Linked DNA regions of Mus musculus: region 2 is linked to region 1. The links are chromatin contacts, called in public Hi-C maps. All regions are on one chromosome and are shown on one strand. The core of a region is the stretch at or near the end of the contact, and the rest is flanking DNA. Distances in the headings are between cores, read along the strand shown.

Region 1 (3,479 bases), core at 605-3,104:
TCTTGTACATGGCCACCCACAAAGATCTGCTAGCACTGGCCTACCATTGTCCTGGAGATAAACTAAACAAGTGTGCTGAGTGTTCAGAGGACAACAGCAGCATGTGTGAGTCCCATGCCACCCACTGAGGTGGCTCAATAAGGAGAGGCACGCCGGGGGTGTGGTCTCCACACTGTATATGCAGACATCTTTAACTCTCGAGGTAGACACTGAATGTGTTTGTAAAGAACAGACCAAGTCAAAGCGAGGTCACTAGAGTAAATCCTCATCCAGTACGACTGGTGTCCTAGGAGGAAGGGACGAGGAGCCAAACAGAAGGCCATGTGACTTCACAGAGAGAGCAGGGCCAGGCTACCTATGAGCCAAGGAAACAGATCTCATAGGAATGCAGCTTCCGTCCTACCAACACCTTGACCTGGGACTCCAGAGAGAGAGGAAGGTAACTGTGCTGTTCTAGCCCCTCTCCTGGGTACCGTGTTACAGCAGTCATCCTTCCCAGGGATGGCTCCTTGCTAACACCTGTCTGACAATCAAGGCAACCTAGCATCCTGAGACCCCACGCTAAGACAAGAAAGACAAGGAAGTCCTTAAGCTAAGATGATAGGTGCAATCTGGAGCACGTCCTTGGTCCTTTGAGGACCTGTTTCTTCCTCCAGTGGGGCTGCTATACAGGTTGAGATGGCTTCAGTTTGATCCTGAGCCCCTGTTCCTCTATTCCCTCCCCCCAGGACCGGGCAGTATTCTGCTTTGGAGTTCTGCTTCCATGCCTGTCCTGCCTGCTTTTCAGGTTCACGGCTACAGACTGAGATTTAACAAGCTCTAACGAGGTTGCATGCATGGCTAAAACCCTCCAACAGTGCTCCTAGTACTGACATGGACAGCCAACCTCCTTACTGTTGCCTACAAAGATCTATAAAAACAGCCCCTGGAAACCTCCTAGCATAGCACCATGGGCTGCACACTTCACTCAGAGATGTGTCTGTGCAGTGTGAAAAGAGCAACTGCTTTCCATCCTACCTCAGGACCTTTGTACAGACTGGTTCTACTGAGAGATTCTTCCCTCCAATTTCTACTGGGCTGGCTTCCTTTCCAGATATCTCTTCCTCAGAGAGGCCTTTCCCACCGTCAGGAAATATTTTCCATTACTCCATACCTTGCTGGCTGTCTTTCCAGAGGTTAATAGAAACTGACATTGCCACCAAAAAGCCACCCCCACACACACACACTGCTGCCTAATGTTCTGTGGCATGCGCTGTATCTAGTACTTTGCCCAGTGCCTAGAAGGAACTTGGTGTGTGTTGCCTGTATGGGGGGGGGGGGGCGCAGGGGAGTGAGAAATCCCTGAAAAAACATAAAGTCCTCCTAAGAACTAGCCAAATGGTTCAAAGACAGAAAGGCATCATGGAATAAAACAAGCAGCCATAGGCTGGCTATGTGAGGCCTTTGAACCAGCAAGAGAGCCACATGGAGGCTTCACCCCTGCTGGGGCTACCCTGTTCTATCCAGCTACGGAAGCTGCACAGCACACACAGCACTTGACTACTGTAGCTCCAGTACTGTTGAGCCGCTGAGCATCCTCCTGGGAACCAGAATGGGGATCCCAGATTCACCAGCAAGGCTGACTCCCTCTCCCCACCCTCCACCCCCACCCCAATCCTTGAGTGGCACCCACCTGCATCTGGCTACTTCTAGCAGAGCTTCCTTCCTGCCACCAGCCTGGGCCCTGCACAACCTCAGTGGGCGGGCTTGTGATTCACAGATGGCCTGTCATTCTCAATGCTAGCAGCACACACCAGTTTGCCTATCTTTAGATGTTCCACAGACTGAAAAAAAAAATCAATTTACCTGCCTGGCACGCAGGCTAGAAGCCTCCTGATAACATCAGTGAGCAATACGGGGCTTCCCCTCGGTATACCCTGGTACATCAGGCTCTCTGCGAGGTTCAGAGGGAAAGACAGTGCTTCTGTCTGAGGTCCAGCAGCCCCCACTCTACCCCAAGGCATGTTATTCTGTCCTTTGGAACTAGCCAAGTCTCAGGGGAAGAAATAGACAGAGAGTCAATCCTGGACGTACCAACAAGGGAACAAAAGTCATTCTCCATGCCCACCCACCCAAGCTGCCCACTCTTCTGCCACAGGATTTTTGTGGAGTCACATTAGACCAGGTCACCCCAAGAGTGTGGCTTTGGTATCCTCTTTAGGGCCTGGATCAGCTAGAAAGGAAGTGGGTGCCCAAGGCAGGCCCTTGAAGCTTTCTGCCTTTCCTAACACTGCAGTTTAGAAAACCTCAGGTAGGTTGGGCAAGGTGAGATCCTGGATGTGGGAAGGGAAGTAATCTAAGATGCTCAGGGCTAACAGGTGTCAGACCTTTGCTATTCCTCCCAATAAACACTAGGTACCAGCTTAATGAGCAGAACAAGGCAAAAGAGAAGCTGGGGAGCATGCGCTAGGAACAAAGGAGACCTGCCCCTGCAAAGCTGCACCACCTCTATACTGCTTTTGCATCTTCCAATTCCCTGTGCTTAGCCTTTTGGATGTCCTTGACCTCTGATCTTTATCCCATGCACCCACATGTAGAAGCCATTGTTACAGACATGGGAGACATGTTCTCTATGTTGTTCAGGGACGCGGCCTGAAGCTCTGCCCCTATCTGCTTCTTTCTGACCTCAGAAGGGACTCACTGGGACTCTTCAGCATAGAGGCCAAAGAGTGCTGGCTCCCATCTGGGCTGTCAGCAGAACTCTGGAGCTAAGGAGACATTTGTGAGAATATACAGAAGGCCCACATTTGTTTCCCTAATCCAAAGACAGTGTTTTTTAAAGGCATGGGGGCAAAGGGTAACTTGCAACTGTTGTGCCTATTAGTCAAGATGCCGTGAAGGGATGCAGGCCATCTGTGCAGATCTTCAATCATTTTTGTTAGAAAAGTGAACAACCCAGATATTGTATCCAAAAACTTTGGTCCATAAATGGAAATGATGAATTTAAAAAACAAACAAACAAACAAAAAACTAACTGTGCCAAGAACACCAATCTATTTGCAGAACCTGAGTTTGTTCCCTGTGAAGCAGAGTAGGGTGTCAGTGGTCCTAGGAAGATCAGAAGACTTCCTTCTCCTCTATTTCTCCTTAGGGAGGTCTTCCTGGCTGTAGTCTAAACATACAGCTCTAAACCAAGATGACAGCCAGCAATCATGGCTCCACTTACTTGAAGGTTGGAAACAAACCTAAGGGGAATCATCACAAATCACACTGTAGGTGCCATGGCCCAAGTCCCAGGGCTCGCCTCGCCTCATGCTGGCCCCTACTCAAGACTGGCTCCTCCCCATCCCAGCACTCAGCAGCCGCACCATCAGATCCTCCTGTACATACCCTACTTCCAGGGCCCACGCATCCACTTAAGCACCCACCAGCTGGGAACCACACAAGGAAGGGTGGAGTGTTCCATCTCCCAACCCTGCAGCCAGACCCAGAGCCTGTGG
Region 2 (3,479 bases), core at 542-3,041, 84 kb after region 1:
TCACAGAATCTACCATCTTCTCTGCTTTCTTCCCACTCCCCTCCCTGCACTGCAGGAGCTGAATGCATGAAACAGTTATTCTTCAGCTAGGGAAAGCAAAAGACAAGTCAAAGACCCATGAATATTCATCTTCCTTTCCCTTGTGGAAAGCAGCTTTGAGAAATGTTCATGACTCCACTGCCTCCCTTCACAGTCCTCACATGGCCACCCAGTCCTTCTACCTGAATACAGAATATAAGCCAGACTCCTCACCTCCAAAGCCCAGTGCTGCCTGTGTACTCATAGAGGTAACCTTCTCAGCCTGTGTACCTGAGGTCTGGGGTTAGGTACCCTGTATGAACAAAAGGCTTCCATTGCAAAAAAAAACAAAACAACAAAAAAAAAATAACATCTTACCCATGTTTCCAGTTTCAAATAGGGGTATCATTTCTTTACAGCCAAGAATGACCTTGAGCACGGCTCTCAGTAACCCTCCCAACAGCAAGGGGCCCTTCTAGGCCATTTACTCCTTGGAAGACAAAGTTGTTGGTTCTGACTCATTTCTGGAAACTCCTTACCTTCTACCCCAACACTGCACATAAACAGACAATGGGGATTCAATAATTGTTTATTGTGCAAACAAAATACAAATGGCCTGGAGCTCTTGCTTACACACTAAGACTGAATTTTTCACTGTCCTGGCTCATTTTCTACCTTCTGAGGTAGCTGCTATTATGACCTCAGGTGATGGACCTCAGCTACTGAGCACCTATCCTTCAAGGGTGCCCCTTAACCCATCAGAAGCAATGTGGCCAATGTTGGAGCTCTACCAACTCTGGCTTCCTACAAGTGGGCTAGCTCTATATACCTCCAGGCTCTCTGTGACACTCTCCACCTCTCTTCAATGCACCCAGTGCTCCATTAAAGAACTCTGAGTTTTTCTGGCCTTGAAGCAATCCTCTTTTCTAAAAACCAGACACAACAGGGCAGTCAATGAAGCAAGAAGACTTCTGAGGCTTTGGGGCTGATTTGGGCAGGCAAGGGGGCACCCCTTAGGAGGCAGCTTGGCTGCAGACTGGCACATGGGTATGCACAGAGAAGCTAATTATCAGTCAGACTCCGCAGCTCACCTCTGCTCTCCTATTTCCCATTGTGTAACAAAGCCCAGCATGGCTTCATCTCCAACAGGATGTTTTTGTTCGGGCTAACATCACCCCCTCCATCCAAGTAGCTGCAATTCGACTTAGTACAGTGCAAGGAGGAACTTGGCCTCTTTCAGGGATGGCGGGTGGCTAGCTGGACAGAGGTCTCTTCATGGTGGGAATAGGGTGGAGAAGAAAACAAATTTGTGGTTCCATCAAATACAGCTGAAGGCTGTCTGCTGGTGGGAACAGCTATCCTACACTTTAAAAAGGCACATAAAACAGCCTTTCTTCTGAGCAAGTCAAGCTTGAGACACTTCCAGAATATTCTGCCAAGCTACCAGTAAATGGGGATAAGGTAGCTTTGGAGTTCCACCCTCAGGTCACTCACACTCCCTGCTAATGCCTAAGGTCAGGAGAGAGTCTTGCCTTCTTAAAGCCCGTGGTCTGGTGAAGGTGGTCTAGAACAACGGTACTCTGACTTCCAGAAGGGATCCGATGCCCTGAAAGCTCAAGAAGCCTCCGACAACAAGGGGAATCACCACCCAGAAGAGAAATGTAACTAACATGGAATATCTGTGAGTGATTGCAGAATATGCATCTGTTCTCTGACTCACTCGGCGCCTCCTAAGTACCCATTTGTGTCATGTCACATGTTCAGTGCTGAGAACAGTGAGACAAATAAAGATGCACATCCTGCCTGGCTCTGCATCCCGTAGTCCAGAGTGTGGAGTCCACACCGGGTCCCATCAGGAGCTTACAATCTAGCCGGATCCCTAAGCACAGGAAGTGCTCTGGAGTCCCAAGGACATGCCTCATCCTCGCCTACACAGTGCTTGCCAGGAGGTGGCCTCAAGTCAACTTCAGCTAAGTGCTACCTTGTGCCTGTATACACATTGACGGTTATTGCCATCTTTTGAGCCCATCTTCCATGCTGCATGAAACTCTGTGGTCTTCCTGCTATAGCTACAGAAAGAGGGAGTTCAAGGAGGGCTGGCAAAGACCAGCCAGCTCCCTGGCAGAGGGAGAGAGAACTAATCCCAGGTACCTACCTATGTTTCCTTACCAGCTCAGCACACAGATGAAAAAGAAGACCCTATTCATGTCTTACACAGCCTCACCTCCACCGCAGGCTTCCCCGAAGGCAGTGTGAGTAACACTCTTGAGACCCTCTTCCCAACCTGGCCCAAATGTGGGGCAAGAAACCCAGGAGCAAAATATTTGCTTAATTCAGAGAGTGGCAACATCAACCTGACATGAAACGGAGCTGGAGGTGGGGAAGAAAGTCTTCCGGGAATTCAGTGTACAGAAACAAGTTTTGTGAGTCTCCGTACACATAATCCCCAACAAAAAAGCAAAGTTTAAGGACAAATACCAGGTGCTATGCAAACCTTGCAGCAGGTGCCTGACCCAGCTCTGTGAGTCAGAGAGAGATTCCTAAGTAGGGCACTCCCTGATTCTTCCTTGCCTGGATGGCCCAAGGGTCCTTCTGCCCCATTCCCTTCTCCTCAGAACCCACGGGAACACAGCTCCTGAGGCACACAGGGCCAGGTGGCCCTTCTTACTCTGGTGTCCAGACTCTGGAACCTAGAAAAGATCTATCCTGTGGAGAAGTGCCTCTGCCCTCTAAAGCCTCCCCCCCCACCCCACCCTGCCCCCTTTGCAGTTGTCTCCATCTGTCTGAGAACATGGAAGGTGGCAGCACTGGACAGACCATTCGGGAGGAAAAACTCAAAATTCACACAAAACACAGGTGCTGTGTAGAGTCACGGGAGCTTCAGAATCGTGGGATGCAGCCATCATTCGGTAAACTGAGGCTTTCGAAAATAAACCCATCTAGAGTGAAGTCTTTGAAACAGAGTTTCACGTCGCCCAGACCGGCCTTGAACTCCTGATAATTCCATCTCCGCTTTCCAAGTGCTGGGATTATAGGCACATTCCACCACACCGGTTTATAGGATGCTGGATGCTAAAGTCAGGTTTGCATGCATGCTAGGATTCTGCCAACTAAGCTGGGCCCCTGCCCTAAAGGGAGGAGGTGTTTTGTAGTCTCAACTTTTTCCTCTCCTCTCCCTACAGTCCCTCCTTCCTCTTCCTAGAGTGGTAGCGAGTGTAGGGTCAGGGAAAGAGGCATCTCCATTTTCCTTTTGCCCTAAGCTCTGGCTCTACTCTTAATGCCCAGAGAACAGTGCCCACCTTCCTGCTGGCCTTTAGATGCCAAGTTTCCCGCTAGCCTTCCTTCCTAGCCTTGTGACCCTTTAATACATACAGTTCCTTAGGCTGTGGGGACCCCAAGCCACAAAATTATTTGATGATACTGATGTAACTGTGATGTAAATATCTGATACGCAGGACATC

Evidence for each region. A called contact is a pair of places that touch in the nucleus more often than the background predicts.
Region 2: a Hi-C map of cerebral cortex shows a contact between it and region 1, with 3 times the contacts expected there. The contact joins two enhancer-like sites. A contact is called at or near these places in 1 of 39 promoter capture datasets (hippocampal neurons), 11 of 484 Hi-C or Micro-C datasets (2-cell embryo, cerebral cortex, cortical neurons and 5 more) and 1 of 115 datasets of contacts at active chromatin or transcription factors (PVALB interneurons).

What each region holds. Positions count from the first base shown.
Region 1 is chr14:23,896,292-23,899,770 of GRCm38.p6, forward strand. All of the region lies in intron 1 of Kcnma1 (potassium large conductance calcium-activated channel, subfamily M, alpha member 1), which reads right to left. Among named protein-coding and RNA genes, the nearest start is that of Kcnma1, 110 kb to the right of the region's middle. Within about 2 kb of position 1,855, at least 16 of the 459 cell types and tissues checked have an H3K27ac peak or open chromatin away from gene starts, as enhancers often do. A contact at or near this core is called in cerebral cortex and cortical neurons, where this site is marked.
Region 2 is chr14:23,980,575-23,984,053 of GRCm38.p6, forward strand. All of the region lies in intron 1 of Kcnma1 (potassium large conductance calcium-activated channel, subfamily M, alpha member 1), which reads right to left. Among named protein-coding and RNA genes, the nearest start is that of Kcnma1, 22 kb to the right of the region's middle. Within about 2 kb of position 1,792, at least 24 of the 459 cell types and tissues checked have an H3K27ac peak or open chromatin away from gene starts, as enhancers often do. A contact at or near this core is called in cerebral cortex and cortical neurons, where this site is marked.